4 separate regions of the Sus scrofa genome follow, and all the other regions are linked to region 1. A link is a contact called in public HiChIP or PLAC-seq data. All regions are on one chromosome and are shown on one strand. Each heading gives the region's core, a stretch centred on a gene start, on an enhancer-like site or on the middle of the called end of the contact. The rest is flanking DNA. Distances are from core to core; before and after follow the strand shown.

Evidence for each region. HiChIP or PLAC-seq counts read pairs in DNA pulled down with a chosen protein or histone mark.
Region 2: a contact with region 1 is called in an H3K27ac HiChIP or PLAC-seq map of alveolar macrophages. The contact joins two enhancer-like sites. A contact is called at or near these places in 3 of 47 Hi-C or Micro-C datasets (embryonic fibroblasts and heart right ventricle) and 1 of 2 datasets of contacts at active chromatin or transcription factors (alveolar macrophages).
Region 3: an H3K27ac HiChIP or PLAC-seq map of alveolar macrophages shows a contact between it and region 1. The contact joins two enhancer-like sites. A contact is called at or near these places in 2 of 47 Hi-C or Micro-C datasets (embryonic fibroblasts and heart right ventricle) and 1 of 2 datasets of contacts at active chromatin or transcription factors (alveolar macrophages).
Region 4: a contact with region 1 is called in an H3K27ac HiChIP or PLAC-seq map of alveolar macrophages. The contact joins two enhancer-like sites. A contact is called at or near these places in 2 of 47 Hi-C or Micro-C datasets (heart right ventricle and skeletal muscle) and 1 of 2 datasets of contacts at active chromatin or transcription factors (alveolar macrophages).

What each region holds. Positions count from the first base shown.
Region 1 is chr4:36,708,684-36,714,218 of Sscrofa11.1, forward strand. RNF19A (ring finger protein 19A, RBR E3 ubiquitin protein ligase) reads left to right here. Exons shown (of 9, transcript NM_001038006.1): 3 at 2,272-2,416; 4 at 3,232-3,394. Among named protein-coding and RNA genes, the nearest start is that of RNF19A, 21 kb to the left of the region's middle. Within about 2 kb of position 2,663, at least 1 of the 83 cell types and tissues checked has an H3K27ac peak or open chromatin away from gene starts, as enhancers often do. A contact at or near this core is called in alveolar macrophages, where this site is marked.
Region 2 is chr4:36,461,798-36,467,332 of Sscrofa11.1, forward strand. No RefSeq gene overlaps it. Among named protein-coding and RNA genes, the nearest start is that of ANKRD46, 64 kb to the left of the region's middle. Within about 2 kb of position 2,329, at least 8 of the 83 cell types and tissues checked have an H3K27ac peak or open chromatin away from gene starts, as enhancers often do. A contact at or near this core is called in alveolar macrophages, where this site is marked.
Region 3 is chr4:36,551,819-36,557,353 of Sscrofa11.1, forward strand. It overlaps LOC110260247 (a long non-coding RNA gene), which reads left to right. Exons shown (of 4, transcript XR_002343183.1): 2 at 4,886-5,032. Among named protein-coding and RNA genes, the nearest start is that of RNF19A, 140 kb to the right of the region's middle. Within about 2 kb of position 3,298, at least 3 of the 83 cell types and tissues checked have an H3K27ac peak or open chromatin away from gene starts, as enhancers often do. A contact at or near this core is called in alveolar macrophages, where this site is marked.
Region 4 is chr4:36,579,678-36,585,212 of Sscrofa11.1, forward strand. All of the region lies in intron 2 of LOC110260247 (a long non-coding RNA gene), which reads left to right. Among named protein-coding and RNA genes, the nearest start is that of RNF19A, 110 kb to the right of the region's middle. Within about 2 kb of position 2,529, at least 12 of the 83 cell types and tissues checked have an H3K27ac peak or open chromatin away from gene starts, as enhancers often do. A contact at or near this core is called in alveolar macrophages, where this site is marked.

The sequences.
Region 1 (5,535 bases), core at 1,413-3,912:
GTTTGACCAGATTCCCATGGAGGCTTTGCTTTGTCCTGGGACTCAGTGCACGTGAAAGTCTGTGTGTGCCTTTTAAGAATGGGGCCTCTGTTTCCCCCAGTCCCATGGAGCTCCTGCACACAAGTCCCACTGGCCTTCAATGCCAGATGCTCCAGGGGCTCTTTCTCCCCATGCCAGATCCCCACACGTAAGAGTTTGTTGTGGGGCTCAGAACTCTGACTCCTGTAGGTGAGTCCCTGTGAACCAGTTAGTTTCCAGTGTGTGGAGCTTCCCACCCAGGAGGTATGGGGTTGTTTATATCACAAAATCGCCCCTCCTACCTCTTGATGTGTCCTCCTCTTTTTCTTCTGGAGTAGGATATCTTTTTTAAGGTTTCTGGTCCATTTGGGTGAAGAATGCTCAGTCTTTTGTTGTGAATTTTGTTGTTTTTAGGAGAGAAGTTGAGCACCAGTCCTCCTATTCCGCCATCTTAATCCTGTCTCTTTTTTTAATTTTTAAAACCATGAAAATGAACGGGACAGTCATCTTTCAGTTTGTTCTGAAGATTGCATGCATCAGAGCCAAAGCCTGACTCTCTCTACTCTCATCTCTAATTGGGATATTTACTATTTGAGAATACTCTGGGATGAGGAAGTTAATTAGTATTCCACTTAGGCAGATAATATCACCATTTCTTTATTTTGATGTACTAGATATTCTCTATGAAAGCCAACTTTTTTTCCATTTGTGCCCCAGTGTTAAAAAAGAATTTTAATGCAGATTTGGTTCTTGTATCAAAACATGTTTATATTTTGGATTATGTCATGACTTAATGGATAGTTTGAATTTTTACATTCTAATAATTATCATTTGTTTCAGTCTGGCAGCATAGTGTTTTCAGTTTGCTTGAAATTGTTTGAATCATTAAAACACTAATTGTGAGCATTCACCAGTACTTAAGTTAAAAAAAAAACAGGCCCTAAATGAAGTGATGATAAGGAAACCTGAAATCACTGATAAAGCACCGCTAAAGTTTGACCATAAAACTTATAGAAAGAAAAAATAAAGTATAGCTTAATGCTTATCATGTAAGAAATTGGAACAAATGCTTAAATTCAGTGACTAGCAGTATACATATCATAACTGTCTGCAGCTACTAATAACAGTAAATAATTACTGGCTGCTATTTAAATATATGCCAAAGTTAAAAATAGTGATATAACTTGAGATACCTCTTATGTATCACTTGATTTTTAATTTGGCACCTTTGTGCATTGTAACCATACATGAAGCATTTAAATAAATAAATGAAGTGAACAAAGATGACTAAATAAAAATGGTCATGTGCATAATCAACAAGTGATTGCTTTAATTCTGAAACTGTTTCCCATTAAGTGTTTATAACCATATAACCCTTCCTTGACCTCTTACGTCCTCTGTTTTATCTGGGTTCTGATTCTTTACAAGGGCCATCTATATATTGTGTGAATTAAAATACAAGAAAAAGGCTGCTGTTCTACAGATATCTGTATTATTATTTTTAGAGTGCTTACATTTGATGTTACTTAGAAAAGAGAAGTAAACTCACACTGCTTCAGATTACCATCGAATTTTCACTTTCTGTTAGTGTTCATTCGTTAAAGGAATAATACACAGAATTGCTACTTTTTATTTAAGTGGAGATGGTTAGAAAAGTTCTAGAGCATGAAGTGCTGCTCTTTGAAGACAGTTGTAGGGTAGGAACAGAGACAAACTTTATATTGTGCACAGTTTGCCTCGAGCTGTCCTTGGTTCTCGTTTCTCTCTTGTTTTAAATTTTATTTTTTTTAATTTTTGGCTGCATCGCAGCATATGGAAGTTCCCAGCCAGGGTCTGAATCCAAGCTGCAGGTGCTACCCAAGCCACAGCTGTGGAAACACCAGATCCTTTTAACCCACTGCGCTGGGCCAGGAATCGAACTAACACCTCAACAGAAACCTAAGCTGACTATAGTCAGATTTTTGACCCACTGGGCCACAGCAGAAACACCCTTATTTCTCATATTATTATTTTGTTATTTTTTGTTCTCATTGTCCTGCTACTGTTTGAAAAAATGTTTACAATTTGAAATTTTAATGTAAAAAATGTTCCTTTCCTCAAAAGGAGGTGCTTTATATACTAAAAATAGCAGGGTAAAGCTATTCATTAACACACTGTATGTGTTAAGTTTTTTTGGCAGCGCTGCAGTTATCTACTAGAAATTGTTATTTGTAGACCAGTTTTACATATTAAACATGTCTGTTTTCTTAATAGCCGATGATATAAAGCCATGTCCACGATGTGCTGCTTATATAATAAAGATGAATGATGGGAGCTGTAATCACATGACATGTGCTGTCTGTGGTTGTGAGTTTTGTTGGTTGTGTATGAAAGAAATCTCAGATTTGCATTATCTAAGGTAAGCTTATATAAGGGGCTATTTGTACCTAACTGTAATTCTGTATTGTAGGATGAAAAGGACTTTTTTTGGAAAAAGCATTATCCAAAGTATTTTTAAACTTGGAATCTATAAGATACTTAAAGGAATCTGTTTTATTTTGGTAATATAAATTTAACATGAACCCAATTATTGTGCTAGTCATTTGGGATTAATAAACAGTCAAAAATAGGAAATAGAGGAGTTCCCTGGTAGCTTAGCTGGTTAAGGAACCAGCATTGTCACTGCTAAGGCTTGGGTCACTGCTGTGACTTGGATTCAGTGCATGCCAGGGGTGTGGCCAAAAAAAAAGAGGAAATAAGAAATTTCTGTTTTTATTTGGCTTTGTTTTTTGTTAAACTAGAATGCTAGCATTTAAAACCCCATGTAATTATGCTAGGTCATAAATATTTTCATTGATTTTTCCCACATATAAATGTATTCATTTAGGCCACAGAGGGAGTTTATAATTCTCTGCCTAAAACAGGGATAAAATAAGCATATTTTGCATTAATTTACCCTTAAAATAACCTAAAGCTTTGAAGCCAGTGGAGGAATATGAATAAATATTTAACCTGAGTCCCGTTTATCAGTATGCTTTTAATATAATTTGTGATGTTTCTTACCTTATTTTTTTTCCCTTTGGCTTTTAATGAACTTAGAATTCAAAGAAAGGGAGGAAAAAATTCGTTCTCAAGTTTGAGAATTCTGTTATGGTCACTGCTGAATGTATGGTAGTAAATTGTTATTGTGATGTTTTGCAGCTTTTACTTTACATTATAATTTTTTTTCCTTAGTCCATCAGGATGTACTTTTTGGGGGAAGAAACCCTGGAGCCGAAAAAAGAAAATATTGTGGCAGCTGGGAACACTTGTTGGTGCTCCTGTAGGAATTGCTTTAATAGCTGGCATTGCTATCCCTGCAATGATTATTGGCATTCCTGTGTATGTGGGCCGTAAGGTAAAATGCTCACTTCCTTGTTAATTTATTATCTTACTTTAAACCTTCAGATTTAGCATTGATGGTTTTGCTTTGCTTCTATTTTTGTTTGTTTGTTTTGAAAGACAAAGGTCATCTTTAGTATCTTAAATATTAAACAATTATTTTTTTAAGATAATAACTTTCCAGTGTTTGGCAAGCTTATATGTATGCCTAAAAAGTAGATTTGCTTTAAAATGATCAGAATATTATGAGATCCTGCTGTGTAGCACTGGGAACTATGTCTAGTCACTTATGATGAAGCATGATAATGTGAGAAAAAAGAATGTATACAACTGGGTCACCATGCTGTACAGTAGGAAAGAAAATAATGTATTGGGGAAATAAAAAAAATTAAAATTAAAAATTAAATAAAATGATGGGAATCTGAAAATGTCAGTAAAAATTTGCATTATAAATCAACTTTACATATAAAATATTAAAGGATATGTACCTAACATTTTTCTCATAGGTATGTCCTTGTAAAGTCAGGTCTATAAAAAATAATAGATAAATAACATATTTGTCCTCAGGCAAAGAATAATTAGCCAGTTCCTGAATTATTTCTGACTTTAAAGCTTTTTTCCCTCAGATTACTGCTATTAGTAAACATGCTGTTTTGTAGATTACAGCAATTTTGTGGAAGTTTGAACACCCAAGAGTTGCCACCGGCCTAAAAAATGAATTGTACTTCAATAGCTAAGCAAATAATAATTCTTTTTTCAAAGGTTAAAGGGATAATTTACGAAGTGGCTAAGAAAGTCTACCGCTGCCTAAATTAGTAGAATCTCAGAATTGAGAAACAACTTTAGGAATGATCTAGCATCAACCCTGTACCCAAGTAGAACAAAGTTTAAGAATTTTTCAAAAGGGAACTATCAGTTTTTGAATTCAACTGTGTGCTGGGTGTTTTATGTACTTTGACTCATTTTAACCTCATAGCAATTTATGTGTTAGAATATTGAAGTTTAGGAAAATGTATATAATTTATCATCAGTTACTCAGAAAGAAGCAGAGCTGGGATTTAAACCCAGATGCATAAATTCTTTGTATAAGATCCCTGATAAAATTCAAGCTAATAAGCATTTGGACACTTCAGTGATGAGGAAACCAATAGCAGCTCCTGAGGCAGCTCGTTTTGTTACTTTAAGTGTTAGAAAACTCACATGTTGAGTTAGAGTCCGTTGCCCTTTAAATTGTTTTATTTAAAATTCTAGTTCTGACTTTTGGGACCAAACTCAAGACAAGGCTGATCTTCATTCATGTAACAGCAACATTTTTTTATGTCCAACATCTGTTACTATTATAATCAGAAAAATAATGCATAATATTTTTTTAGATTAGCTTTGGGACCAAGGACAGACATAGGTATTTATGGACCAAATATTTATTTCAGAAGGTTTTAGTAACTTAAATTATTGAAATCCTAGTCATAATAGCTGATTGTAATCATTTTTTATAGAATTGTCCAAAGCAAGTTTTTGCTGAAAACAAAAACTATTTAGATAGTTAGAAGTAGAAGGGAAAGAGAGACTATTGTACTGCACATACCTACAAATAATTTATAGAGGAGAGATTATTTACCTGAGTGTTCAGTCTTAGGTGCAGTAGCAATCTCCTTTTCTCTAACTTGTGATCAAGTGGTTGCAAGTCGATGAACTAGTTTTCCATTGAAAGTGTTCTCGGTAGTGTTTAGGGATACAGACCAGCCCAGGAAAACCTATTAGATTGATAAAGTACCTGAGAGCTGAGCTTTTCTTTACATAACAGAAAATGTAGCACAAAATAGTAAAACAAAAAATTATGTTGAACCAGAAATAGTGGGATGAGGAGGTTCCTTTGTGGCTTAGCAGGTTAAGGAGCTGGTGTTACCATTACTGTGGCTCTGGTTACTGCTGCAGTGCGGTTCTATCCCTGGCCTGGAAACTTCTGCATACGGCATGTGCAGCCAGCAAAAGAAAATGAAGGTGTTCCAATTTTGGCTCAGTGGGTTAAGAGCCCAACTAGTATCCATGAGGATGCTTAACCCACCGCCCCATCCCAGTTCTTTCACTGTTTAATACATCCCACAAGATTCATTGTACCTTTTACAGCCTTCAAAATAACCAGATAATAATGGTACT
Region 2 (5,535 bases), core at 1,079-3,578, 250 kb before region 1:
GAAGTTCCCAGGCTAGGGGATGAATCAGAGCTGCAGATGCTGGCCTGCCCCACAGCAACACCAGCCGAGCTGCATCTGTGACCCATACCATAGCCATGGCAATACCGGGTCCTTAACCCACTGAGCAAGGCCAGGGATCGAACCTGCATCCTCATGGACATTATGTTGGATTCTTAACCTGCTGAGACACAGTGGAAACTTTGAGGTTTTCTTTTCTTTGTTTTTTCCTTTTTTTTTTTGTCTTTTGTCTTTTGTCTTTTTAGGGCCACACCTGCAGCATATGGAGGTTCCCAGGCTAGGAGTCCAATCAGAGCTATCGCCGCCAGCCTACGCCACAGCCACGCCAGATCTGAGCCGCGTCTGCGACCTACACCACAGCTCACGGCAATGCCAGATCCTTAACCCACTGAGCAAGGCCAGGGATCAAACCCACAACCCCATGGTTTCTAGTTGGATTCATTAACCACTGAGCCACGACAGGAACTCCTGAGGTTTTCTTTTTTTTTTTTTTTTTTTTTTTTTTTTTTTTGTCTTTTTTGTTGTTGTTGTTGTTGTTGTTGCTATTTCTTGGGCCGCTCCTGCGGCATATGGAGGTTCCCAGGCTAGGGGTCCAATTGGAGCTGTAGCCACCGGCCTACACCAGAGCCACAGCAACGCGGGATCCGAGCCGCGTCTGCAGCCTACACCACAGCTCACGGCAACACCGGATCGTTAACCCACTGAGCAAGGGCAGGGACCGAACCCGCAACCTCATGGTTCCTAGTCGGATTCGTTAACCACTGCGCCACGACGGGAACTCCTGAGGTTTTCTTTTGATTCAACTGGGAGTATAAGTTTTAGGGTAGAACACCCCAGAGCTGAATTGCCGTTTTCATTAGATCATGGTAGCAGTGTGGCTTACCACTGGCAATGTTACTTTCCTGACTTGATAAAGATGGTGTCCACCAGGTTTCTTTCCTATAAAGTTGCTATTTTTCCCCTTTCATATACTCTTTGGAAACCAGTCACTAAATGCAGCCCACCCTCAAAGAAAGGGGACTTAAGCTCCATCTCCTGGAGGACGGAATATCTACATCCTATTTAGAATTATTCCATAGAAGAGATTTTTCCCTCTTCTTTATTCATTTAATAATTATCAATTAGTATTTATTAAATTGCTGGATCATTTATAGGGAAAGGTTTCTTTATACAAAATGGGGAAATAACAAGTTGGGGTTTTTTTTTACTTTTTTTTTTTTTTTTTTTACTATTAGTCTCCACCTTTTCCCATAAAAATGTCACTTTTACCCATAACGTAGTTCCCTTAGGCTCTAATAGGGATCTGATGATCTGTTGAGGGCAGAGCAGTTTTCTCAGATAGCCCCACGCTGGCTAAGAACGCCACAGAAGCAGGTCTGGTCACCCAGCAGAACCTCTTGGAGCTAGTGGGAGCGTGGTCTCGCTCCCAAGCTCCGCACTCACCCTTCCCACCTCCTCAGCCCATGGGAGCCCAGGGTGGGCAGGGACTTCCAGGGCTGGGGAAGAGCCGTGTTTTCCCTGGGGTAGGAAAGAGCCGGAGAGCTGTCATGGAACGCTGGAGCAGCTGGAGCCCCTGGCAGGGATCGTGGAGGCTCGTCATTGTCGGGAAGGATTCTAGGGAAGCAGCAGATGGAGCCCCTTGGCTCCAAATCAGAATCCAGAACTGTGGGTCTCCTGTGCTTCTGTCCCCTCCTTGGGAGGACAGAGCTCTCGATTTTCTTTTTTTGCTTTTTGCTTTTAGGGCCACACAAGTGGTATATGCAAGTTCTCAGGGTGGGGTCAAATCGGAGCTGCAGCTGCCATCCTACACCACAGCCACAGCAACTTGGGATCTGAGCCACATCTGTGACCTACACCGCAGCTCATGGCAATGCCAGATCCTTAACCCACTGAGTGAGGCCAGAGAGTGAACCCACATCCTCATGGATACTAGTCAGATTCATTACAGCTGAATTCCTTTTTTTTTTTTTTTTTTTTTTTTTTTGCTTTTTAGGGCCACATGTGGATTTTCTTGATTCAACTGGCATTATAAGTTTTAGGATAGAACACCCACAGGTGAATTGCTCAATGGCTCTGGCTGGGGGCTCAGGGAAAAGGAAATCTGAGCACCTTGGGGCAGAGAATGAGAGAGGCATGACCTTGGAGGCTCAGGTTAGAAACTCAGTGGTGAATGAGACAGCCTAGGAGACAGAGGCCCAAAGGAGGTCCTGGAAGGGACCTTGGCCGCTACCAGCCAGCTCACCACCCTCACATCCCCAGCCCCACCTCTGCAATCCCTGCTCATCTCTTGTCTGGTTCCAACTGGGGAACTCCAGGCCCACATGCCCGAGCCCACAGGGTGTGGGGGTGGTGGAGAGAGTGGTTGTGGCCAAAGCAACACATCGTGAACAGCAGAAGTGTTCTCCCAGCATGTGTTTTGCAGAGGCCAGCAGTATGGTGTCTGCACAGATGTATGTATTTGTAGATGAATCCGTCCACCCCCCGAGGTGACCCCAGCACTGTCACCATTGAAAGCAAGGTGCTAAGTTCCCTCTCATTCAGAGAATACCTTTCTTCTCAAGCAGCGGCCCACGGGTTTCTCATCAAGATAGTAATTCACTGTACAGGGAAGGGAACTTACCACATGGAAATTCCCACTTCCTTTGGAGAACAGTGCACGCAGTGTGAACCTCGGTGAGTAAGAATCTTCCCCCCTCCCCCGCCCTCCCCCACCGCCCCCAGGCCTCTGAGGGCAGCCACTCTAGGTCTTATCCAAACTCCTGGCCCAGGTCTGAAATATGCCCGGGGCACACCTAAGAGCCAGTCTCCAAAGCACCCGGAACCAGATTGACTGGAGCTGTTACCTAAGGCTCTTCCTGTCTCTGTCTCCTTCTCCTCCTTCTGACAGCAGCATGTTGGGCTTTTCTTGGGGTCACACACTTCAACCCTCTCTGCTTCTCTGCTTCTGTAGGCCCCAGGGATGGACACATAAGCCAGGCTGGGCCGCTCAGAGGCCACTTTGGCAGGTGCCGCTAGACTCGAGCCTGCCTGAAAGTGGAGCTGATGGAGGCTTGGGGGAGACAGAGTCCTGAAAGCAGCCTCGGGGCTCCGGCTCCCGCTGGTCTTTGCCAGCTCCTCTCCTCCTCTCTCTCCTTCCCTCCCTTCTTTCCTTTCTCCCTCCCTCCCTCCCTGCCTCCCCCTTCCCTCCTTCCCAGCCCCACCTCCTCACCATTATTTTCCTCTCTCCTGCCTATTTTGGTGCGGTCCCTTTGGAGTTTGGTTTTTGTCGCTTGCACTAAAATTGTTCCAATGACACCCCAATGGCCCTTCCGCCTCCATGCTTGCCCTACCCCTGCCCTTCAACACTGAGAAATGCTCTGGTTTTCTAAGGTGCCATGAGGTTCCTGAACCATCCCAGCCATATCCCCTTTTGACCCCTACAGTGTGAAATAACATATGTTTAATTGAATATATGTATCTTTCTATTATACAAATAATACAAAATGTATCTTTTTAATTAGAGAAGAGGGGGAGCCTTCCTCATAATCCAGTTACTGTGGGGCATTTTATTTCTTTTTTCTACTTCTTTTTTTTTGTTTGTTTTTTTGTTTGTTTGTTTCTTTTTACATGGCATATGGAGGTTCCCAGACTAGGGATCAAATTGGAGCTACAGGAGTTCCTGTCGTGGCGCAGTGGTTAACAAATCCGACTAGGAACCATGAGGTTGCGGGTTCCATCCCTGGCCTTGCTCAGTGGGTTAAGGATCTGGCATTGTTGTGAGCTGTGGTATAGGTTGCAGACAGGGCTCTGATTCTGTGTTGCTGTGGCTCTGGCATAGGCCGGTGGCTACAGCTCCAATTCGACCCCCTAGCCTGGGAACCTCCATATGCCTCGGGAGTGGCCCAAGAAATGGCAAAAAGACAAAAAAAAAAAAAAAAAAAAAAAAAAATGGAGCTTCAGCTGCTGGCCTACACCACAGCCACAGCCATGCCAGATCTGAGCCATGTCTGCCACCTCCACCCCAGCTCACAGCAATGCTGGACCCCCGACCTACTGAACAAGGTCAGGGATGGAACCCACATCCTCCTGAATACTAGTTGGATTCATTTCCACTGCACCACAACAGGAACTCCCGCCTTTGGGTTTATTTCTTTACAAAAGTCCCCCCCCCACACACACACACACATAGTTAGAGGCCCAGGGGGCACAGATGCTGCTGCCATTATCGTCATCATCAGACAGGTATCTCATTAGCATTTCTCTCTGAAGTCTGCCTTCGGTGGCTTCCCTTCAGTTGCCGTGAGATTGGAAAGTAAGGAAATCGCAATGTAAATCCAGAGTTTAGGTGGGCGCTGTTACTAGAATTTACCATTCTTTTATTGTTTCCAGGAACCTGGTCTTTGTCACCTGGAGTTTATACTGCTGCCAGGGTTGCACCCTAGAGATTCTGATTCGGTAGAACTCAGGGGGGTTCCAGGAATTTGTAGGTCTAAGCAGCTGCCAGGTGATGCCAATGCTCGGATCTCAGCATGTGGAACTCACCTGGGGCTAAAACGCATTTGCTAGTCAGGCTATACATCAGCCGAGTCAAGCATGAGAAGCCCAGATAGAGACGAGTCCCAACTTTGGGTTTAAGAATCATTCGCTGAACACTGATTCATGCACCTCTGGTTTTTCAGAAGCCTACGTTTTCCTTAGGGGCCAGGTTTCCAAGGGGGGACAGTTTTGACCTACAGCTTCATGCCTGAAGCCCCTGGAATCCCCCGATTTCACATAAGCTGAAAGGGGGAAACGTGAGCGAAGGTTTCTTTCCCTCTTTTAACTTTCCTCCAGTTGGTTAGAGGTCAGAGGGCAGGCTCTGGGGGATTGGAGCTTTCAATTCACTTTCATGTTTATTGAGTGTTGGGATGATTCCAAGGATGCGACAATGCACCAAACATGGTTCCTGCCCTGCAGGAGCTGGCCACTGATGGACAGATGCACACAAAGTAAACAAATACTATGTAGCCTGAGAAAGAGCCAGGATCGAGGGTGGAGGAGGGAGGCAGGCTCCCTGGGAGTAGAGAAGGGCACTCAGCTGGCCTCAAGGGGTCAGGAGGCTGAGCTGAGGAGCATAAGCAGTTGGCCAGGTGAAGGGTGGTGGAAAGACATCTGTGGCGAAAGGAACAGCAAAGCCCAGGCGGCAGGAAACATCACGATGCTCTTAGGTGAGCAGTGATGAGAAGGAGAGCTGGAAGGCAGGGTGGGACGGGATGCAGACAACCTCAGCTGGAAGGGTGGTTTGGGACCTCTCATATTCCTGGTCCTTAAGTCCAAGCGCTCAACCCGAGGGGAGTTCCCATTGTGGCTCAGCGGTAATGAACCTGACTAGTATCCATGGGGATTCAAGTTCGATCCCTTAACCAGTGGGTTAAGGATCCGGTGTTGCCATGAGCGGTGGTGTAGGTTGCAGATGCTGCTCGTATCCCGCATTGCTGTGGCTGTGGGGTTAGGCCAGCAGCTGCAGTTCCCATTCACCCCCTAGCCTGGGAACCTCCA
Region 3 (5,535 bases), core at 2,048-4,547, 160 kb before region 1:
GCTGTGGCTGCAGGGGCAAAGAAATGGGAGAGACAGAGCGGACACCAGGCAATACATCTCAGGGAGCCTCGCCTGCTTCTCTCCGCAGGGCAATGTCAGACATCTGAAAGACTGAATGTTAAATATAATTTGAGGGGAGTTCCCATTGTGGCTCTGTGGTAATGAATCCAACGGGTATTCCTCAGGACAAGGGTTCGATCCCTGGCCCTGCTCAGTTGAGTTAAGGATCTGCTGATGCCTTGAGCAGTGGTGTAGGTCACAGACAAGGCTCGGATCTGGCGATGCTGTGGCTGTGGCTTAGGCCAGTAGCTGCAGCATCGATTTGACTCCTAGCTTGGGAACTTCCATATGCCAGAGGTACAGCCCTAAAAATCAATATGTATATATATAAATTGAGGATGAAGATGGAACAAGATGGAGTTCCTCTCGTGGCTCAGCGGTTAACAAACCAGACTAGTATCCATGAGGTTTGGGGTTCAGTCCCTTGCTCAGTGGGTTAAGGACCCAGCGTTGCCATGAGCTGTGGTGTAGGTCGCAGACATGGCTCAGATCTTGTGTTGCTGTGGCTGTGGTGTAGGCCAGTGCCTACAGCTCTGATTTGACCCCTAGCCTGGGAACCTTTATATGCCACTGGTGTGGCCCTAAAAAGACAGACAGGAGTTCCCGTCGTGGCGCAGTGGTTAACGAATCCGACTAGGAACCATGAGGTGGCGGGTTCGGTCCCTGCCCTTGCTCAGTGGGTTAACGATCCGGCGTTGCCGTGAGCTGTGGTGTAGATTGCAGACGCGGCTCGGATCCCGAGTTGCTGTGGCTCTGGCGTAGGCCAGTGGCTACAGCTCCGATTAGACCCCTAGCCTGGGAACCTCCATATGCCGCGGGAGTGGCTCGCGTAAAAGGCAAAAAGACAAAAAAAAAAAAAAAAAAAAAAAAAAAGACAGACAGACAGAAAGAAAGAAGAAGAAAATGTAACAAGTTTGCTTGGTTCTCCTGGTCTCCAGAACCGCACTGGGGTTGGGAGCCTGCCCTAGGCTGGGTTCCCTAGAATAGACCATGAGGTGGGGATTCTTGTGCAAGTGATTTATAGAGAATGTCCCTGGATGAGGGGAGGGAGGGGAGCAGGATAGGGTGGGGAGAGGGGGGCTAGCAGGGATGTGACCTCCCTGAGAGAGAGCTCAGGGAGCACAGATTATACCACCAAGCTGATCCCTCCTTGAGGCAAGGGGCTGGCCACCACTGGTCACTGACCATCCTACCTGGCTCTATTCTTTTCCAACCACATTTATCATCTTCTCACATGCTATATAATTCCCCTGTTTTTATATTTACTAACAGTTTATTGTCTCTGCTCCCACACGCTGAAATGTAAGCTGCATGAGGACAGATGTTTTTATCTCTTTTGAATGCTGGATCCTAAGACTAGTGCTTGACACAGAGGAAGTTCTGGGTAAACACATGGTAAGGAAAGTGTATTCTGAAGAGCAGATTCTTCCTGGTGTTGTGCAGGGAGTTTTGCAAAGACACTGTGAGTCCAAAGCAATCAAATTCTGACCTGCAGGAATAAGCAAAGAACTATAACATGTTAGAGGGGCGCCATAGAGCCCCATGAGTCTCAGATTTCAGTGTGTTTAAGAATCATATGGAGATCTTGTTACCAATGCGGTTCTTGGCCCCTATCCCCAGAGATTCAGATTCACTAGTTCAGGAAGGGGCTGAAGAATATGCACTTTACGAAAGCATAACCATTGATTTGGAGGTAGGTGACCTGAGGCACATACTTTGAGGAACACTGACGGAGTCTGAAACCCGGGCTCAGATCCTTATAAGTAGCTTCCCAGACCACCCAGCTGATGAAATGCAGAGCTGAGGTTAGACCTGGCTCTTCTCACTCTTGGTGCTGCATGTTTTCCACTGACAGGCTCTCGTAATATATGTTTATAAGCTTTGCACGTACATTGGTTACCATGGGAACATAAAAGCCCGATGAAACCCTACAGTTGTAGCTGGGCTTGGAGGCATCAGGAGAGCTATCTTTAGAAAAATTCGGCTTCACAATTTATTGTGGCTTGTATTACCTCTATGTTCCTGTAGATTCTTCTAAAATTGTCCATTGTGCTTTTGTGATGTGCTGATGCCATAATCATTTGACAGGAGGGAACACAGTGAGAGCCAGGAACCCGGGCCCTTGTTCAAGCTGATTTAGGGGTGGGCTAAAAAGACACGGGGAAACCATGTGGAGAAACTGGAATGAATCATTTAATGCATGGTGAAGCGCTTCAGGGCAGCCACTAACTGATGGAGGTCAGTAAGCTGAAAAACGAGTTGTTGCAGAGAGAAGTTCTCTAAGCCTGAATGAATGAGGATTGGCTTAAAGGTATTTCGATGACTATTTCATTCATCGTAAACTCTCTAGTTGAGAGCACTGACCATCCCTAGAAGGAAGGAATGTGCTTAAGGTTGAGGTCTGATCCCAGAGGGATAATAGTGGTTGATAAGCTACCTCTCAAGAATTAATCCTTAAAGGAAAAACTATTTTACCTAGTATGGCACTTACAACGTGCCAGGGTCTAAGTTTTACCTAGTATCCCACTTGATTCTCATAGCAATGCTCTGTGTAGATAAATCATGCTCATTTCACAGATAGGAAACAGAGATGTTAAGCAGGTTGCCTAAATTCTCACCTTTACAAAGTATCTGAGCTAGGACTTGATGCAGGCAGTCAGGGTGCAGACCTATGCTTTTGACCAACCACTCCTGCCTGCTGGATCTGAGAGAGAACAGGCAGGACTTCTGTCTTCTGGCACACTGCCCTGCGGGTTGATGAACCATTATAAAATGGGAGCAGGGAGAAGACTGAGCTGCTTGGATTGGGGGTGAGGGGGTAGGTTGGGGAGAAGGGAAGGAAGCCCTGGCAATAAACTTGGCAGAACAGAAGTGTCCAGGGTGGATTTCAAGCCATTGACTCTGGACTTGTAGGACCTAAATTCTCTCCTCTTCTTCTTGACATAACCCAAAAGTTGACCAACGGTGCTCATTACTGGGGTTGTCATGCGGCTTCTTGTCTGGGAGAGATGCTCAAAGAGGAGAAAGAGGGGCCATGTGACCTCTGGTCTCACAGCGGAGGGACAACACTGGGTTGAAGTGTGCAGAGAGCTCTCCTTAACCTGTTATCTCTGAGGGGTGCAGCCGCCCTGGCCAGGAAGCACCAGGCAAGGGACCCGTGGCAAGGAAAGCCCTTGATGCGGGCGGGGCGCCCTGTGGCCAGTGGCTGGAAAGCTTCGCAAGAATCGGAGATTGCATTGCCCTGGCAATATAGGCTGCGGAGAGAAAGGAGACAACCATGGGCCAGAAACTGAAACCAAACTGGTGACAAAAGCTGGGACCAAATCTCAAACCAGAGAAAAACACTATTTGCAGATAGTTTGTCATCAGGTAGAGGCCCTGTGAGTCGAGATCTTTTTCCAGAATTCATCGTGAATGGAGACAGGCCAGAGATGGTTTAAGTCACGTGTCGTCGGTGCAGTCATTCCCCAGCCCCGGGCTCCCCTGCCCTCCTGTGCAATCCCTCCTCCTCCTCCTCCTCCTCCCCGGTCTCTCCTTCAGCCACTTCCTGGCTCCCCCCACTGTGCTCGGCTAGGATGTGATGAAAGCAAATGAGAGAACAGTATGAAAAATCGTTGCTAGACTTAACCCTTAACCCAGGAAATACTTATACTTGAAATATAGTGAGGGCTTTGGTTTTTGCTTTTTTTTTTTTTTTTTTCCTTTTAGCCCTAAAGAGTTTCTAACGGGTGACGGGGGTGGTGGGAGTTGGGAGGGGCCGTGGTAGTGAACACCGGTGGGTCCCCATCAAGGGCTGCTCCTGACTTACTCTGGAAGCCCCCCTATGCATCTCCCCTCGCCACTGCCACACACACCTCCTTGTCCCACGGACGTGGACAGTGCTTCAGAGAAAGGCTGCCCAAGCCAGGAGAGAAGGGGTAGAGGCAGCCAGGGAAGGAGGTGCTCCAGGAACAATGCCTTGTGCCTGTTAAAACTAGAGGGGGAGGAGGAGGGGCCACTGGGATGGGTGTGATAACACCAGCATCTTGAGTAGCCCCATTAGGTCCTCTTAGGTGAGCTCTTTCTCAGTATTGGGTTGTTTTAGGGGTTTTTTTGTTTGTTTGTTTTGGGGGGACCGCACCCAAGCCATATGGAAGTTCCCAGGCTAGGGGTCAAATCAGAGCTTCAACTGCCGGCCTATACCACAGCCACAGCAACGCAGGAGCTGAGCCATATCTGTGACCTACACCACAGCTCACAGCAATACCAGATCCTTAACCCCACTGAGTAAGGCCAGGGATTGAACCCATGTCCTCATGGATGCTAGTCAGGTTCGTTACTACTGAGTCACAATGGGAACTCCCTCAGTACTGGTTCTTCAGTATAGTCTGACATTAAGAGCCACTAAGGCTCCAGCAGTAGTACAAACTTGGAAGACTGGCTCAACATCACCAAGACCCTCTCACCTCCTGGCCCTTTCTCTGAGCCTAGTAATGTTCAAATTCATTTTTTTTTTTTTTTAAACATGGCCACACCTGTGGGATGTGAAGTTCGCCGGCCAGGGGTTGACTCAGAGCTGCAGCTGCTGGCCTGCACCACAGCCACGGTAATGCCAGATCTTTAACCCATTGAATAAGGCCAGAGATTGAACCCACATCCTCACTGATACTATGTCAAGTTCTTAACCTCATGAGCTACAACGGGAACTCCTCAAATTCTAATGTTACGGCAGCTTCTGGGGTAGCCGCAGGCTCGTGTCTGGGAATATTCAGGTTACACAGCAAATATGTGAAATATTTTTGCCTTGTTATTTGACATTCTAACCTTGTTCCCTGATCTTTTTCAGTCTTTGCATCCCTGATACCCGAGTAAAATGCAGCTGAGAGGAGTCACCTAGTTGCCCCTCGGCCCTGAGCCAGTGTTTGGTGATATGACCCCTCTGCTCCCCAAGCCTCATGCCAAGTCAGCCACACTCAACACACCATCATCACAGGTCAGTGCTTTCCACCCTCTGCCGTTTCATGGTGAGCGGGCAACTACAGAGCTATGCAACAGTTACACTTTAGGCACACATAGCACGGTTCCTGGCTTGGTTTTCTTTTTGTTTCTTTAAGTTCTCAGTTTATTTTTGAAGAGTGAGATGGATTTTTATTTGTGCAATGTGACCTCGAGGGTCTGGGGAATCCGTAACTGATATGAAGGCGTTTATCAAATCTGATGGTGCATTTTGGCTGTGCAAGGGCTAAACTAGGGAGGGGAGAGAATCACCTGATGCCAGGCGAGGGGCAGAGACATTCAGGAATCGGCGCTGGGGCAGGGCCTCCCTGCAGGGCAAGAACAGCCAAACCAAGGCGTGGGCCCGGGACTCCCAGCAGCTCCCTTAGAGGGACACACGACATGGACTGTGACAGGGAGGCGGAACCGGGGAGGCACGGCACGACAAAGCACGGTGATACCTCCACACCCCTCTCCGGCCTCTGTGTTCAATGACCTCTG
Region 4 (5,535 bases), core at 1,279-3,778, 130 kb before region 1:
CAGTATAAGAGGGGAAGATTGTTTTTTAAAGTTTAAATCTCTTTTAACAAGTTATATTGGGCTATCAGAATTTGGGGATTTTGTGATTTACTTTTTATGCTTGTACTTTCTAGAAATGCCTTTGCTAGCTGATTTTCAAAAATTTTCCTTGGACTAGGTCAACTGTTTCAGAAACCAGGAAGTTTTTCCTCAGCAAGTTCATGGATAATTTGGTGTGTTTTCTTAGGGAGTTGAGGTAGGATTTAATTATGAGTATGTGCATGTTGGAGATAGGGAGAAAAGAGATGAGCTAGAGGGTAGTCACAGCTTGATGGCAGGACACAGTGGGGAAGCTCAGCATCATTTTTCTCTAAAACCTGAAGTCCTACTCATGTGTCTTGCATGAGCATGGACGGAGAAAAGCCTGTCATGTGGAATTTTTGTCTTTAGGAATTCATTGTGAGAAGATCAAGAAGGCCTGCGTTCTACAACTCATCCATTCTTATGGCACCTGTTGCTTGGCCAACCCACCAGTGGGCCCTTTCATCTCCTCTTGTGCATATCCAGTCGTGACACGTTCCCTTTCTCAGCCTGTGCAGCTAGGAAAGGCCATGTGGCACAGTTACTTGGAGAAAGTTTTCGCTTTTCTGATAAAAGAAGAAAATCTTGTCCCTGAGACCCACTTCTCCTTTTCTTCCTCCCTTGAAAGTGGTGTAATGCCTGGAGCTAGGCTGCCTTTTGGGGCCATTATCTTGTTATGATAAGGACAGGCCAAGAGGAGTTCCCGACATGGCGCAGTGGTTAACGAATCCAACTAGGAACCATGAGGTTGCGGGGTTCGATCCCTGGCCTTGCTCAATGGGTTAAGGATCCGACATTGCTGTGAGCTGTGGTATAGGTTGCAGACGCGGCTCAGATCCCGAGTTGCTGTGGCTCTGGTGTAGGCCGGGGGCTACGGCTCCGATTAGACCCCTAGCCTGGGAACCTCCATATGCCACGGGAAGCGGCTCTAGAAAAGGCAAAAAGACAAAAAAGAAAAAGAAAAAAAAAAAAGGACAGGCCAAGAGAGCTACAGAGACATTAAGGTGCATCTCATCATTGAGCTGATGAATTGACATCATTAACTGCCTACTTCTACCACTGATGTGTTTAGAGAAATGTAAACCCAAAGTGTTGAAGTCATTTTTGGTCAGGTTCTTGCTACTTGAATGCACTGACCATTGATACAATTTATGGAAAGAACTTCTTTATATATCCATCCTCTGATTTATTATGTATTTGCTCTAACACTTCTTCCATTATCCACTATTTCCCTCTTTTTCTCTCCCTTGTGGATTTCAGTACTAAAGTTTTTTTTTTTTATTTTTTTAATTGCCCCCAGAGTTTCTTCTCATAGAAATAGAGATTTAAGTTTTAATTTGTAGGGGGAGGGAAGGAATGGGAGAAGAATTACAAAACCATTTGAAAGAAATACATTCATGAATAGTTTCATTTTCAAAATCTAAATATGTATTGCTCCATTTAGATAAAAATGTTTCCTGGGGCAGTTGCAACCCACACAGGGCAGAACCAGTTGGTGTAGGAGAATAAGAAAGAGAAACTGTGACTGGTCTGGAAGCATAAAGCTGTTTGCCTACAGGCCTCTTTAAGCATAAAGACAATACTTTCAGAAACCCATAACCTTTAGCAACCTCAAATGCCAAAAGCAAAGTGTGAAGTAACCAGAGTTAAAAATAAAATAAAATAAAAAAAGGGGGGAGCCGTATTGTTGATCTTTGTTATAGTGGTATACTTTTAAATTTTTAAAGAAATTTTTATTTTTTAGAAGAAAAAAGAAATCTCTATTTTTAATCATTTTCAAACTAATGCCTTGAATACGTGCCTCTGGTCTGTTTAAGAGAGTCTGGGTAGCTGACATATTGTTTTGTCTGTCAAGCATATTGTCCATTGTATCACATAGTTTCCTGTTTATTGGGGCCTTGGGGAAATTTTTGTCTGACCATAGAACTGAGAATCTTTATAACTGAGCAATAGGTTTATTTTTATCTCACAAATATTGTAGCTGATTTGTCAGTGGGTGGTTTTTGTCATGTTGAGTGCTTTAAAAAATTATCTAAAATGGTGCACAAGTGTCGTAGCATGAGTTCCTATTTGAAAAAAAAAAATGAGTTAGTTAGGTCAGATTTTCACGCAAAGGGCAAGAATGACTGGCCAACCATGTACACAATGCCTCCCCTTCATGTTTCCCACTGACTTGGATAGGCAGTGCTAACTAATAGTATATGAAATTTATTCATTGCTGTCACCAACTTTAAGGATTTTCACTTCAGTGACCAAAAATGAAGGCTAGTGGGCATTTTAATTAAGATAACAAACAGTTCCAAAAACATAATTGTTTTAACATCATGATCGAAATTTATTTTTCACTCGGGTCAAGTCCCCCAATGGATGCTCCTCATTAATACATAGCTCTTGCCCAATCCAGACCCTTTGTGACTCATGGCTTCACCATCTTTAATATGCAGCTTCCACAATTGCCCTGCTGCTCAGCATGAAGCCTGGAGAAGAGGAAAGATACTCAATGATGGAGCCTGGGGAGGTTTTATGGGCCAAGCTACTCATGTTTCATTGGCCAAAAGTCAGCCCCCTGACTGTACTTAACTGCAGGAGAAGCTGTGAAATGAAGTCTAGCTCCATGCCCGGGATAAAGAGGAAACAGGTGAGGTGAGGCCCCAGCCAGTCTCTGCCACAGTGAAACAGATAATGAAGTAAAAGTTGCAGAGAGAGTTCTATAACCTGAAGAGGGATGGAAAATTCAATTACATCTAATCACTTGGTGAAAAGATAGGCTACACCCCAAGGGGGACCGCGGACTTCTATCTGCCCAAACCATGTGTTAAAAAGTGAAAGAGGCTTTGATAAAAATAGGATAAGGGTGAAATTTGAAAGACGCTCTGGGACGCATGGCACACTCTCCCTCTGGTGACACAATAGGCAGAACCGATCCAACTATATAAAGAAGTTCAGTGTTGTAACCTGTTGCTCAGCTAGAATCATTCTGGGGGAAAAAAATCCTAGTCTTGCACAATTTACTGATAATCTTTATGGCAGTTCTGAGTAACTCCAGCCTGCCCAAAATGCCTTCCTGCTTCCCTTGGCTACGGTGATTTTACTTCCACAGAAAAGATGTTGAAAAAAAGTATGCAGATGGTGAAGCCAGTCAAACTGGTAGTATCATTACTTCCTCATCAAGTTTTAAGGAGTAAGTTTTGTAACCATTGTGATCATCAGTTTGTATTTGTTATTTAAGGGGTTCGAACTGTTTAAGAGACCCTAACAAATTAGCCTTTTGATTTTATTCTGAAAAGATAAATTGGCACTAGATTTATGATCTTCATTTGAAACTTGTAAAATAATTGAATATGTTCATAACTAGACTTTGAATGTTTAAGAGAACCCAATTTATGAAAGGTACAAGTAAGTTTTATTCAATTCGTAAAAGTTAACTGAGATGGAGAAAAATTTACTTGCTGGGTTTTGTAAGTATTGCCCCATCAGGCATCAGAAATGTTTCAGAAAATCAGGTATATTAAATATGAAAGGGTGGTTGAAAAATATTTTAGGAAATGTAATCTAATTACATGTGTAAAGGTAGTTAATTACGGAAATTTAATCTTTTTAAATTTGTAAGTTAACACTAATCAAACAAGAAAGAAGCAATTGCCCTCATTTTTACATAAAAATCACTATATATACAAATAGAATTTGTAAGTTAGATTTATAGGTTAAGTTTAAAGACCTTAAAAAGGTAAAATAAAATATTCAGCTTTAATAAACTGAATGTTCATGAAAGTAGAAACAAGTCACAAATCTCTCAAAGTCAAATACTTAATTGGTGGGAGTAAAGAAGAGGAAAGAGAGTGATTTGCATTTAATAGAAAGCAGGATCAACAACACTTCAACAAATTAATTCCTTTCAAAGAAAGATATTTAAAAGAGTCAAACTGGAGTTTGGTGGCTCAGTGGAAACGAATCTGACTGGTAATCCATGAGGATGCCGGTTCAATCCCTGGCCTTGCTCAGTGGGTTAAGGATCTGGTACTGCCATGAGCTGTGGCATAGGTCGCAGACTTGGCTCAGATCTGGCGTTGCTGTGGCTCTGGCATAGGCCTCAGCTGCCATCCAATTTGACCCAGGCCTGGGAGTCAAACTTCCATACACTGCAGGTGTGGTCATAAAAGGAAAAATAATTTATTAAGAGGGTAGATCTCATAGTAAGTGTCCTTACCACAATTCAACAAAAAAAGAAGAAATGATTTGCTTGTACTTAAATTTCTTCAATTATTTTTTTAGTTGGTATATTGGTTTATTTCTTCATGTGAATAATTAATATATATTTACCATTACAAATATCTTTTAATGCATTTAAACATAAGTATGGAACTTCTCTGGGGTTCTTAACATTCCCACTGGAAAACCGATGCTGTTTAAACCACAGAGCCCATTATATTACTTAAGTGAGTGGACCACTTATCACCTGGTGGTGCCAAGAGGCAAAGAGCACCGAATGAAAGAAGAGAGCACAAAACATCTTTAACATTTTCCCCCAAGTACAGCAGCAATATCTTGGAGGGAAATCTGGTTGAATTGGCAGGATGAGGAAGATTTTGGTGAATCTGGGAGGCCAGGCCAAGGAGATGTTTTAAAGTAGTGAGCCCTGGAGGGCTGTATGTTACTTACATATTGAGCACAGTTCCATGTGGTCAGCAATGCTCTCAGAAGATTCTTCAGGCCTTGGTGGACAGGATGGACTGCAGAGGGCGAGAGGCACTAGGATGGGCGACAATGCAGAGTGAACCAAGGGACTTGGGGACTGGAGCTCGGAGCTGAAGGAATGGAGCGTGGCAGTTATTGCAAAGCTGGGTTTCTCTTGCCTGAGGACAGTTTCTATGAGGCTCACATTGTGGGTTTACACGTCACTGAATTTAACAAAGTCATGATGATAATGGACCTATTTTTCTTTTTTCTTTTTTGTCTTTTCTAGGGCTGTACCTGTGGCATATGGAGGTTCCCAGGCTAGGGGTCTAATTGGAGCTGTAGCCTCTGGTCTATGCCACAGCCACAGCAATGCTGGATCTGAGCCGCATCCGCAACCTACCCCACAGCTCACAGCAACGAGGGATCCTTAACCCACTGAGCAAGGGCAGGGATCGAACCCCCAACCTCATGGTTCCTAGTCGGATTCGTCAACCACTGAGCCACGACGGGAACTCCAGACCTATTTTTCTTTTAAAAACAACTCTGAGAGAGAGCGAGAGCTAGTAAGTCAGGGTCATGAAGACCTGGACAAACCAAGGCTCTCACTGCTTCAGACTGCCTTGGCCATGGAGTCAAATCCATTGTTATCCGAGAGTGAGGGGACTATTTTGTCTCAAGGTTAATCAGCTTTAAGATAAGATTCTAGGATGGAGTCTTCATTTAAAAAATTCTTTCCATTAAGATCTGAGAAACAATTCTGAGCTATTATGGAGTTCCAATTTAGTCTTGCTTCTTTTT